2 separate regions of the Astyanax mexicanus genome follow, and region 1 is linked to region 2. Evidence: chromatin contacts called from public Hi-C data. All regions are on one chromosome and are shown on one strand. The core of a region is the stretch at or near the end of the contact, and the rest is flanking DNA. Distances in the headings are between cores, read along the strand shown. Region 1 overlaps LOC125784469 (a long non-coding RNA gene). Region 2 holds the start of hoxb5a (homeobox B5a).

Region 1 (7,234 bases), core at 1,557-4,056, 190 kb after region 2:
CCATTCAAGAACAAGGTGAACAAAATGAACCAGGTGAAGTGGTCGTATATGGTCAGTGAGCTGATAAAATGGACAAAAAGTAGAGTGTAGAAATTAATTTTATGGCTAAGTTTTGTGTGTCAAAATAACATAGGTAATGGTTCAATAGAAATGCTCTAAAATTTAGATTTTGATTAAAACCTTTCTACATTATCTCTCAATGATAGTAAGGTTTTCGTGTCCTACTGTAAAAGTTGAAATTTTAATAGCAGTGATATGCTGAATCCAATGCATATGGGAAGTAGGTATGACCCCATGTCCTGACAACGTATAAAAACAAACATAAGCGTGTGTGCTGCTTCTGCGTGCACGTATGATGTATCTTCTATTCATTGTGTCCATGTGTGCCCTTGTGGTGTCCGAAACCACACTGCAGCCACAGTTAAATTTCCCTACTCGCCTACACACCATTAATAAATCTACCACAAATACCAGACTGAAAGCTCACTGTACACACTCCCCAACTTCTGCCAATGATCACTAGGAAAGCAGAGGCACACACACTTTCTTCCCCTCTCTCTCTCTCTCTTTTAAAACACACCCACAAAATAGAGTCAGCTTGTGCTATGTTTATGTTCGGTTTGCTTTCATTACAAATAATAATGTATAATGCTCATAAGAAAATATTATGTGAAATTGTATTTTTCTCGTTAGTCAGTCAACAGCTAACATGGGAGGCATCTGTATCTTTAAATGCGATTTTACATAAGCAAGATATTTTATAAGTACCTGAATAAACACAAATCTGGGTGTGAATACAATTCCAATACCTACACCAGTCCCTGCTTTTGTACTTTCCTGCTATTGTACAGAGAACAGGGAGGCACAGGGAGGTATCACTCTCCAAACAATGGTCATCCTATTGAAGGAATGCATGTTCACATATTTAACATCTGCAACCTGTACAACATGACACTGGAACACTTATCTAATGCCATTTTGTTTATGTTTGTACTTGGGCATCTGGACTTTACAATGCTATACAACACACAACAACAACAACAACAAAAGAGCTGCCCTTGGTGATACAAACGATTTACATATCAGTTCAAGTAACGATTATGCTGACATGGTTAAATATGTAATGAACATATATGTTTTTTATTGTGGTTGAGGGGAAACACAAGGAGCACAGCTTCTGATTAGGTTGACTCTCGTTCTAGCACTAGTAAAAATGAAGAAAATGTGATGACACATATTATCTAAGTTATAAAGCAATGCTGTTTATAGAAATATTTCAAACAAAAATAATACAATTCTGCAGAAAATTGCAGATCCAATGCTTTTTAAGATTTTTAATCCAACAAATGTATTTTCCACTGACAGCATTTTGATGGTCCCTTTGTAGATGGCATCTTATCTTTAACATTCGACTACATATCTATGAAATACAACTGACCTTTATTCAAATTATTTAAATAACTGTAATATACTTGAATTAATATAATTCTACGACTAAACCAACCTAAACTAGAACTAAGCAAACTATAGTCTTGTTGAAAATCAAAAGATAAAAGGTTTTCACAATATAAACACACATATATAATCCAAAGGGATCTATTTTTAACACACCATATGTTATCACATGTATATAATGTGACACTTTTATTGCAGTTCTATAGTTTGTTTTACAACTATTTTGATTTACACTAATGGATAGTGTGATGATTTGATCCCAGTTAGAACTACTATCTGTAAAGCAGAACAATTGTGTGACATGTTCATCATTAATATATCATGACAGTTAAAACTGTATTTTCTGTATGCGCCTCTGTTTGCATGCTGCTCATAGTAAACAATACAGAAAGACAGGAAGCATCACATTCTGACATTCCACACTGTGTTTATATAAAGGCAGATACTCTGCACAGTAACATACACTACATATCCAAATGTTTAAGGATACGCATCTACTTTAAGGTGCACTCAGCTGGTCTAATGTGACATCACAAAACTCATTAGGGCTCTTGCTGCTGAATGCAACCAAATGCACAAAGCAATGCTCCACAATCTATAAGAAGGCCTTCATTTAAGTGTAGTGACAGTTACTTCAACAAAAGCAGCAAAATACTTTTTAAATAACATGCATCTCAAAACTTTCACCCGTATACAGTATTTCCACACTATATATATATATATTTTTTTTTTTCAGTAAACGTGATTTCTATTATTTCAATATATATTATTAACTCTTAAGTTTTGCAATTATAGTGCATCAATTTAAATTTCAAAATATATATATATTCATATCATTTTAATATTCGCCATATTGTTCAGCCCTAAGCGTATTATAACCAATACTTAAATCACTCAAAGTAGTCTAATGACAGGCACCCAGAAGGACAATTCAAGCAGAGTGAGCCAGCACTAAGACCTATTTACAGTAGAATTTCACTGCATAATAATTGTATAAAAAACATATTGTAAATATTACATGTAAGCAATCATCTGTTTGTTTGTTTCTGCTTAAAAGGCTATTTAGCATTCCAACAAGGGTCATGGCTAGGTTAAGGAGGGTTACTGAGAGGTCATAGATGCCCTTTGTGTGTGTGTGTGTGTGTGTGTGTGTGTGTGTGTGTGTGTTCGACAGAAGAATGTCAGAGGCCCTCTGCCCGTCAGTCTGCTGTGGAAGGAGGGATGAAGAGAAGGCAGCGGAGGTGAAGGATGGGAGGATGGGGTGAAGGGGAGGTAAGGGGGCACCCAGGGGAGGTCAAAACGCGGTCAAATACAAAACACACATACACACGCACTCGCACACACACACACAGAGTCAAACCCCTGTACTCATTCTGCTAACCCGAACATTCCTCTTCACTATAAGACCATTTCCTTTTGACAGTCCGCTCCCTCTGAAAACACACATAGACACAGACGGACACACACTCACACAATACAGGCCTGGGGGCTATATTTAGTTTTAAAACAGGAAGCAACTAAAGGCCGGTGGCAAGTCCCCCGGTCCTGTCAAACCATGCCTTGACTCACTTTATTCACGATGGCAGCACCTGTATTAGTACTGTGTGATTTTTATATATTTGACAATTATGTTATTTGGTTATATTTAATATGAGCCCATCATTTATTAGCACTACTATTATATAATTTAGCATTTGGACAAACTTAAACTGTAATTTTAAGACAATATACCCACTAAACACCAAACAAATAATCTGTATTTTGAACTGTCTTTTTCAAACAGTATACCCACAAGTGCCCACAAGTTGACAGGCACTGCAATTTTCTACTAGCCTAAAAATCAATATTACCAATTCAATGTAAAGACCAGTACATCACCCAGTACTAGGTCTAAATGAATAAACAGGCATTTAAATAGTAGCATCCAAATGAATGAACAAGCAGGACACATCTCCAAATCTGGAATGAATGCACAAAGATGCCTCCTATCTTTCAGCATGGCATCCACCAGAAGGCTCTCACTGTCCCCTACACCCGTGAAAGCACCCTTAATCTGACCTCTTGGACCAATAGCTAAAAAATGAGACCAACCTTTGACCCAAAAGACGTTTGCTCTCTTCCTCCCCCCTCTCTCCCTCTCTCCCTTCTTCCTCTTGGTGCAAGGATGACAGCTCACAAATCAAGAGCGCTGTACCAAGCTCTGTGCGCATCTGCAGAGTGTACAGAGACAGAGAGAGAGAAAGAGACGGCATGTTTTTAGAGCTGTACACACGCATTCATCTGCTACCATTTTATTTTGGAAGCATTCATACATCTACAGCAGCATATGGACCGCATACAATGTAATTATACAACACAGCCGTGACTCATGGTCGTGAGGCTGTTTTGTGTACCTGATGATTTGGCATGTTGATATTGGCACACAAAATACAGAAGCTAGAAATCATACATCATGGAAAAAGGCAGAAAAAGGAGGGGAAGAATGTGAGGAAATATATACTGTACATCATTTGATCTCAAGTAGCCTTATTAATGAGGTTCTCTTCAGGAAAACATGTATTTTTGAGGGACATGAACAAATAATCTGTACTCGCTGTCTGCTGATATAGATGAGCAACTTAACTAGGGATGCGTCACTTTAAATATTTGGGCCAATGCCAATGCGACATTTTTCTTGGACATATCTGTCAACACCAATGTTGATGCTGGCACACACTGATAAACTGAAGAAACTGGAACTAGATCAATTTTAGTCCAAATGCCCAGCAGTGTTTGTTCTGCTCTAGACAGAATACAATAAATGAATCTTCAAATTACTATATTTTATAATGTATTTCTTGATCAATACTTTATCATTCTGATCTCAATATTAACAATTTAAAAGAGAAAAACTGCCAAGAATGCCCAGAGTTGATGTCTATCTCTTACCTTTATAAACCGTCAAAATTTTATGTGCTAGTTCATGTAATGCACCCTATAGTAAAAATTATCCAGTGACCAGAAATGTGTTTTTTAAAATCATATAACTGTTATTGAAACATTTTAGCATGATATATTTTGATACTGAAATCCTCTTTAATCTGATATGACTCCTTTACCTGTGCATCCAAAAATTATCCTGATCAGATGCAAACTCACGTATATCCACAATTGATGATATCCATACAGTTATATAATAACACCACTGGAACAACCTACTTCTCTCTTTTTGCTTAAAAAATAAAAAATAAAAATTATTAACATTAAACTTCCACATAAACACATCTCAAAATAATTGTAACATCAGTATTGAGAAATCACATTTAAAAATAAAACAAGTTATATTTAAAAGGTAGAAATATTGTCATTTTACTATTTGTTAGGAGCAGGAAATTATTAAATCTCAATACATACAGTAATCAATGTTTTTTTTTTATAAAGGTGATCTGTTTTTCTAAAATTTCATACATTATACATTATTTAAGGCACCCATCACTGACTGTCATTAATTACAGGGCATATTAAATAAATTTAGCAGATATCTGTTGGTGATGTTTTTTGCAGCTTTTCTGTTTATTTTTTGTTTTGTTTTGTTTATATTGATATCGGATTTATATTGCATCAACTGAAATGAACAGCGATACAAACTTATGGCCATATTGTCCAGTACAGCTCAGAATTAAAAAGTTCAAGGAGGATAAGTATTTTTCAGGCTGATGTTCATAAACAGAAGAGTAATGAACTGAGGTTTGCTTTTTGTGACCTATTACAGGCTAGACGAGTTCTGCTAATGTAGCATTCTTTACAGATACAAGCCCTGAGAGAGTCTTTAAGGAGAGCCTGGAGAAGGGGGCAGAAGCAGAAAAAAGATTAACTGTATTTATCTTGCTGTCTCTTGTTCTAATACATATCTGTCTTAGTGTCTCAGGTGCTACGATGTGTGTATGTGTGTCTGTTTGAGATGGTGTTTTGGTGCCTATAGATGAAAGAATGTGTGTCTTTTCGCTTATCACTCACAACAGCAGTTTTGTTTGCTCCTGTTACCTTGAAAACAGCAACCACACATGCATATATACACACACACATGCACACACACCTCTGCAGGTGGTCTTTCCGAATAATGAAGAGAGGAAGAGAGACCGAGGTTAAACAAACCTGTAGTCCCCTCCATGTTATTGTAATAACAAAACAGAATTACAGTACATTTTCAGCATGGTAAAGCAGTGTGGAGTGTGTGTGTGTGTGAGACACTGCTGAGCACTTAAAACAGAACAGGAGACAAATTTACACAGGCTGAAGGACACACATCCTTGACTCTAAACCAGACACGCAGGAGCCGGTCTTACTGTGTCGTGAACAAAAATGTTCCACACCATATAACCAGCTAGTCCTGAGAGCCAACGGGTGGTAACACACACACTTTCTCTAACACCAATAAAAGCAGCCGAGGCCTGAGAGATTTCTATACGTAGAACACTGGTTCCTAAAGACAGTATTAGTCAACCTCTTGCTCTACAATGTTCTGAATTTGCCCTAACCTAACACACCTTATTAGCATACGATGCATCACAGTTAGCTTACTTTATTGTGAACTACAAAAAAGTACCTAGTGTGCAAGACCTAAGATTTGGAACATCTGAAAGAGTGATTACAAAGTCACATGCAAGAAAAGCAACAGAAAAAATTAGGACTGATTATTCCAAATGCTTTACCTGGAAAACGCCCCGACTGTTTGTAGTAGTCTCAGGTAATATCCAATATCTTCATCCGTTCAGATGTCAATCTGTGGGCAACGTGCAAGTGGACACAAAAACATAAGAAGTCTTTTTAGTAACTCTGCATTCTGCAAGTTCAATGCTAGAATTCAATTACTAGAAGAGTGTTTCCTAAACGTTTTAGACCATATAACACCCTATAATTAAACTAAAACTACAGAGCACCACCTACAAGTAATTTTAAAAGCATGCTTATGCCAAATACACATGCACACACACACATGCATGTAGGCTAGAGGTGGCCTTAACACATCATACACGAGTTTGTCTGCAATCTGCAAGCTGAGATAGTTTGATGATTGATTATTGCTTGCTGACAGAAAAACTTTGGAAGGCTTTAAACAGAGGGAAAACAAAGAAAAGTGCAAGGAAATAGTGAAATACTGCGTCTACATGGTATCCCCTTTAAACATAAGTTAATCATGCAGCTATTCAGTTAATTAATCTGAACTTAGAAACTAGTGGTAATATATTGTGGAGTTCCACAGGGTTCAGGAAACTGATGGTAATAATTATAATTCTGTAATCTAGTTATGCGAGAAAAGTCTCTCATAACTAATAGGTTCAGCACTAAACACAAACAGTAAATGTTTACACCTGACTAGATTTTAATTCTTAATGTAAAAATGTAAAAAGCTAGTTTTTAAAGTAATTTATCAGCTACTGCCTTAAAGTGTTTAATGTAAATGCATAAGCAGTTAACCGTAGCTGAGTAAATATATAAAATAGTGATACCCTTCAGTTAGAGTCTGAGATCTTTATTTAGCTAGCTTTTCTGTTGGTTTTGAAGCCTTTAAATTAAGCTTATTAATAAGCTACCTAGTTACTCTGCTGACAAGAAAGCATTAGATATTTTTTTTTTCGTTTTTACTCTTAACAGTTTGCTTTAGTTAATTTTCCTCAATGTTACATACTTTTTCCTTTTTTTTATTTCGTTTCTTTTTCTATCATTTGCACTAACTAGCTAGTTAGCTTATGTTATCGTTAGCTTTCCAGTCAGTTTAAGAGCCTCGCTAGCTAACATC
Region 2 (6,804 bases), core at 3,115-5,614:
AGCTGAGTAATAGGACTAACATTTGCTAGTACTCACATGCAATGAATTTTTAAGACAGTGTTGAAAGCATCAAAGACATACCGCCACAAAAGCATGTTCAATATATATATATATATATATATATATATATATATATATATATATATATATATATATATATATATATATATATATATATATATAACAAAACATTAACGCATATATTCATATATATGCGTTAATATTTTGTTACGGCACTAAAAAAGGGAATAAAACTAGGAAAAATAGGAAAAATAAATGCGATTCAGTTAATGATTAAATACAGTCACGTCACGGTTACATATTACGCATCATTTACACAATGCACTAAAACTGCTATAACCTGTTGTCTGACTATTTAACCTGCTGTTCGCAGAATAGTGCATTTCTTATGTCTATTCTTTAGTTGTAAATGTTATTTATTATAACAATCATACACAACGTATATATGAATTTGGATGTTTATCCACAGTAACTCTGCGATAAGATGAAATTAATCACATATCTAAAGGTATAAACACATATGAAAAATACGACAAGAGTAATTTTAATATGTGCTTGGGATTTCAACCGCTTGTATGTATATTTTGGCCTATTTTTGCTGGCAGATCCTTTGTCTCATGCAAGTGGATCAGACCATAATCTACTGTGTACTGGCGCACCTCAGCCAAAACAGTTGTGGGGGGGGGGGGGGGGGTCTGTTTATTCAATTTTGTGTTTTAAAGTTCCTATGTGACTTGCATTGGGCAATCTCATTGGAAGGGAAAGGGAAAGCAGAATGTCTGAAAAAAATACAGCTTTATGCTCTGCGGTCCCCCGGCGCATGCAATCACAGCCCCCCTCAAGGGTGCTATTTTGAAGGCACAACCGCTTGCGATTGGTCAGTGACTGGTCAGATGGTACGGTTTCCCTCTGTCCCGCACTGGCACATAGCCACCCAGCAACCCCCCCCCCCTCAACTAAAACCCAATCTCCGATAAACTACTAATAGCTAAACCACTTGGACTATAAAACACAACAAATCATAAAGCAAGGAAAAGAGCCGTGCCCTCCCAATGAGTTCCTATTTTGTAAACTCAACTTTCCCTGTGACTCTGCCCGGAGGACAGGAGTCGTTCTTGGGACAGATACCTTTATACCCCTCCGGATACACAGACCCTTTACGACACTACCCCGGTGCTGGTTATGGAGCTAGCAGTGTCCAGGAGAAGGCGTACCCCTCCTCCTTTTACCAGAATGGTGCGTACGGCAGAGCGAGCGCCGCCGGTGCCTGCGATTACGCGACGGCCAGCTTCTACAGGGAAAAGGACCCCGCTTGTGCTCTGGCCAGCATAGAGGAACACTCTCTCGTCCTCAGTCAGGACCACCGTAAAACAGACTGCACAGGGCCGTCGATGAAAAGCATCTACAACGAGGTTGACGATCAGAAGCCGACGGCGCCGGTTTACCCATGGATGCAGCGAATGAATTCGTGCAACGGTAAGGTTCACGCTTTAAAACTATTTGTCGCTTACTGCTCTTTAATATTTTTCTCTCACTGTTGACACGCAGAGCTCAGGCGTGTTACGTGACTAACTGACCGACTGTACAATGCCGGAAGCCCGCTCAGTGAAAATACTCTAACCATTATGTTCGTCCCCACCGTACTGTCACATTGACAGCAGAGATCACACATTCCACCTGTTATATATCATATGGTGGCATATTCGAATAAATTCCACTGTTGATTGCGAACAATTTACTTCGGTTGTTGCTATACATATATTCAAATAATAAAATTAACCGCGCAATGCCATGTAAGACCGCTGCAGTTGTTGTTTTAGTGGGTGCCTATTGTCATAAAATGGATCGTGTTTTTTTGACAATGTCCAGCTGTTCACGTGCTCTTGTACACATCGCAAAAAACAAAGTGATAAAGTATTTTGAAACCAAACCACTGCACTAGTTTTATTGAGTATTTAGTGAGATTTAGTGCGAAAACAATCAGCCCAGGCAACATGACATGAAAGCAAAATTAACCCATTCAGACAGAATATCATAACAGAATATCATCATGTGACCTGCCTAACGCTCCATAATTTTTAAGGATAATATGACCTCTATGTGTTGATTTGCTGCCTTAAAAAGCTCTGCATTTTCCCATATGTCAACAGTTAAAAGTTTCATTGGTAGTGGGCGCTGTATTCCTCCTCAATATCAGATAAATATTTTTAATGCAAGAGGTACTTGCAGTAGAGCCCAGGCATTTATATAGATTCGACTTTGAGTTGTAACGTCAAAATTCACTAGCTTAAAGTTTTGTACTTATACTACCTCAACTGGTTGTTACAGCAACGTCTCCTAAGTTATGAAGCAGAGAGCTTTAAAAAAAAAATCCGAGGCATAAACTTTGAAAAACTGCTTTCTGCCTTCAGGCCTTTTTCTCGGATGCATTTGTCATTGTAATATGCACGCTTTTCGTGTTAATGTTTGACTTTCTTTTTTCACACTTTCTTCCCTTTTTTCGGACAGGGACCTTCGGTAACCCCGGTAGGAGAGGTCGTCAGACGTACACCCGTTACCAGACGTTAGAGCTGGAGAAAGAGTTTCATTTTAACAGGTATCTGACCCGGAGGCGCCGTATTGAAATCGCGCACGCATTGTGCCTGACGGAACGCCAGATCAAGATCTGGTTCCAAAACCGGCGCATGAAATGGAAAAAAGAGAACAAACTTATCAACTCTTCACAAACCAGTGGGGAGGAAGAAGAGGAGAAGAGGACAGAATAAAATTGTGGACGCAAGAAAAATCTAAATGGCATAATAAGATACATTTACATGTATCATCAGAAACGAACTTTCCTTTTGTACATAAATGCACACCGGTGGAGTTGTGTTGGTAAATTCGTTGTAGCATTCCTCTTATTGTCGTTTTTATCATCATTATTTTTACATGTCTAATTAATGTGTTTGTGTGCAAGCATATCTTGACTTACTATTTGGTCTTACACTTGACGGCCATGTTTAATGAAGCTATTTCAAATGTTATATTCATGTTCATATTTAAGCTATGTGAAAATAAAATGGAATTCTCATTGTATGTAATAACGTTTTTTTATTTCTAAGAGCAATGATCATTTAGACACTGTTGTGATGAATAGTATATCGGTAAAAATGAGCTTTCCTACATGTCCCAAACTAGTTCGAAGATGAGAACTATATAAAGACACTAGAAAGTATGACTTTTGTACGTGGTTGTCATTTGTTTTTCATTTCATCCGAAGAAATAAAACGAAATAAACTGACAGCATATTCCACCTGCGATATGTGTTGGTAACACATAGTGTTATTTTATTAGTACTCTGAATTTGTAAGGCACTTAGCTTATGCGATTATAGTAATAGTATGTCCATTGTAAATGTGTAGAAGTGGTCTGGAAATGGACTTGAATCTGGACTTTATTCGGGGGAAAGACAAAATTATTCAAGAAAATCCCACTGCCACGTGTTCTCACCGCTTTAGAGCCAGACAGTGAATTACAAGGTGCACGCACTCAAACAACCCGTCAAGTGAATTGTTTCGTTTTTAAACAATGAAAGGCAAAGTGACCAAGAACTCGATTGTAAAATGGTCCTTATAAAGTGAAAGGAAGAGGTCAGTGGTCTTAATAGATGGCCAAAGGAGAAAGCTGACCTGTCCGCGCCAAGCACTCACAAAAGCCTCGAAGCTTGAACCACTTAGTAGTCTTCTCAGGTGAAGGCCTAAGTGAGCAAGCAAAATCTCATCCGGTTTAGACACTACATTAACAAAGTAAAATGTAAAAATTCTGAATATTGTGAATACGTATTCAAATGTATTCCTAATATAATTTTTTGATTTTTTCAAATATTGAAAAGACTGCATTTTACACACTGCCACAGTTAATTATATATATATATGTGGCACACTGCATGTCATAATGTACATACATGAAATAACTTGTGCCTTTATGTTAACAAACCATATATCAGCTTGAGCCATCTATCACAGCCCTAAATTCCTTGTGTGCTACTCAGTCCATATTTGTTTAGTAGGAGACTCTTCTAAGGTTCTATGCATTCACAATGAACTAAACATTGGATATTCACATATATCTAGCTAGTTTATAAGAAATCACGTTAAAATATAATTTTAAAGATACGGTACATTATTATTATTATTATTATTATTATTATTATTATTATTATTATTAGTATTAGTATTAGTATTAGTATTATTATTATTATTTTAATTCAACTGATTGATTAATTTAACTGATAAAATCATTTTAGGAGGTGAATACACTGATTAAAAATTTTGTTTATAAAAAATCTATTAACGAATACAATTTAGATTTTTTTATTAAGAAAATTTTAGTTTTTTTAACCTTAACATTCCCAGAAGGCAATGTATTTGACCAGATGCTGAGGTTTTACTTTCACGTAAAGAAAATAAAATGTGTAGAGAAAATGTCTTCCCTGTGCTATAATTTATTTCCCCAGTAGGTGACGCTGTCGGCTCACATGCAGCATATCCATGCCATGGGAGGCACACGTTGACTCCAGCCTAACGACTCCCCGTCTCGTCATCATTTGTAACCATAGAGCATGAATTACCTCTTGAAGTCATCAGTGAGAATTTACGACTGGTCAACAAAAGCACGTGATTCCCAAACGCACCCCCACCCCCATATTTGGCCGCATACATAGCAAAAACGAAGTACAGTGCATTGCTATAATTCATTAATACATCATAAATCGTGAAGCACAGCGTTATAACGACCAAGATCTACAAATCAAGCCCTCTAAAACAACCTAAATGAGCTCTTACTTTGTAAACTCGTTCTCAGGGCGCTACCCAAATGGCCCCGACTATCAGTTACTAAATTATGGAACTAGCAGCAGCGCTATGAACGCTTCGTACAGGGACTCCGGCACCATGCATTCAGGCTCTTACGGCTACAACTACAATGGGATGGACCTAACCGTCAATCGTTCAACCAACACGGGCCATTTCGGGGCTGTTGGGGACAACTCCCGCGGCTTCCAGTCTCCAGCGCCGGAGACGCGATTCCGGCAGCCGTCAAGCTGCTCTCTCGCGTCTCCGGAACCGCTGCCCTGCTCCAACAGCGAAAGCCTGGGACCCAAAGGCACTTCGCCCCCCTCCGACCAAAGCGTCTCCGCTGCGGGTAGTAACCTTACCAACAGCACACATTTCACAGAAATCGACGAGGCCAGTGCTTCATCCGAGACCGAGGAAAGCTCCCACAGAGCGGCCAACACAGCTCCCCGGACGCAACAGAAGCAAGAGTCTACGGCAACCTCCACCACTCCTGCGACTACGGATGGCCAAGCACCACAGATATTTCCCTGGATGCGGAAACTACATATTAGTCATGGTACTCCCGTATTATCTTTTCGCCTCTGTTTTTAATCGAAATATGATTGTCTGTGTCGAGTTTCTGTGCCCTTTACAGCTACACGGAGGTCCCGTAATTAGCCTTTATTTTAGATGTTCACGATAGTGTCATAAATCTTTCAGGTCTGTAGTAGCCAAAACTGTGAGAGAGAAATAATGTGAGGAGAAGAGAGTGCAGCAACGTATGAAAGCTTAGAAGTTGTAGATTGTTTAAAAAGTTCTGCTGTATGGATGGAATGTGTGGGGAATGTGGGGGGAGAGGAGAAGCAATAAAACTGAGAAAGGCGAGATGGAGAAAAGAGGGAAAATGAAAAACAAAAAAAGTTAAACGTACTTCGTGAAGTTTGTATATATATATATATATATATATATATATATATATATATATATATATATATATATATATATATATATATATATAGTTGCTAATAAGCAAGAAACCCAAACTGATTGTTGGATTGTGATGCATATATGCACTGTACCATTTGGTGACTGCACTGTACGCATTCAGTCATAAATCGTCAGGAAGACATTGGTATTTGTGTGTTCTTTTTCAAACTGCACAAAAATGTGTTGGCAAACTGCTGTGTTGATTCCATTCTCGCTAACATTTTATTCACTTTTGCATTTTATCCATGCCATTCAGATATGACTGGACCAGACGGCAAAAGGGCCCGAACTGCCTATACCCGCTATCAGACGCTAGAGCTGGAAAAAGAGTTCCATTTCAATAGGTATCTCACCCGGAGGAGGAGGATAGAGATAGCCCATGCTCTATGCCTCTCAGAACGACAGATTAAGATCTGGTTCCAAAATCGGCGGATGAAATGGAAAAAGGACAATAAGTTGAAGAGCATGAGCCTGGCTACCGCAGGTAGCGCTTTTCAGCCATAGTGGTAACGCAAACCCTACTCTAAGTGTTGTGCAAATGAAATCAGCAGGAAAATTAGAAGAAAATAGATTTCAATACACTACAAAGAGTACTGTAAAAGCGGCACCTTTCGGCATGTTGTTTGATGTTTAAAGCAACTTAATCTTCTACTGTGGTACTGCTAAAATTAAAAGGAAGTTAGTGTGCATAGCCTGTTCTTTTAATACTATGATTATTATTTGGGGGGGGGGGGGGGGGGGGGGGGGGTAGAAAAATCTAAAATGCCGCCAGTTGTCCTTGTTATGAATATTGTTTGTGCAAGTGCTATGTTAATGCTTTCTTGAGAGTTAGCATGTGAGCTCTTAAATGTTATAACTTATTTACTACCTATAAACGTATATACCTTTGAGTTTACAGCTTAGAGAAGCCTCTGCCCAAATATGAAGTGAAGCTCTAGTTTAGTGGTGACTGCAGCAAGTTCAGCAGAAGCCTAAATGTGTT

The links. Hi-C and Micro-C count contacts between places; a contact is called where the count stands out from the background.
Region 1: a contact with region 2 is called in a Hi-C map of muscle, with 11 times the contacts expected there. The contact joins the enhancer-like site here to the promoter of hoxb5a in region 2. A contact is called at or near these places in 2 of 3 Hi-C or Micro-C datasets (both in muscle).

What each region holds. Positions count from the first base shown.
Region 1 is chr19:33,525,680-33,532,913 of AstMex3_surface, forward strand. LOC125784469 (a long non-coding RNA gene) reads right to left here. Exons shown (of 4, transcript XR_007427281.1): 2 at 6,147-6,217; 3 at 3,547-3,665. Among protein-coding and RNA genes, the nearest start is that of LOC125784469, 4.2 kb to the right of the region's middle. Within about 2 kb of position 2,807, the one cell type or tissue checked has an H3K27ac peak away from gene starts, as active enhancers do.
Region 2 is chr19:33,333,422-33,340,225 of AstMex3_surface, forward strand. hoxb5a (homeobox B5a) reads left to right here and starts at 4,365. Exons shown (of 2, transcript XM_022668460.2): 1 at 4,365-5,412; 2 at 6,079-6,804. The coding sequence starts at 4,833. The coding sequence ends at 6,326. All of the region lies in intron 1 of hoxb3a (homeobox B3a), which reads left to right. hoxb6a (homeobox B6a) reads left to right here and starts at 706. Exons shown (of 2, transcript XM_007232237.4): 1 at 706-1,497; 2 at 2,530-3,318. The coding sequence starts at 1,074. The coding sequence ends at 2,786.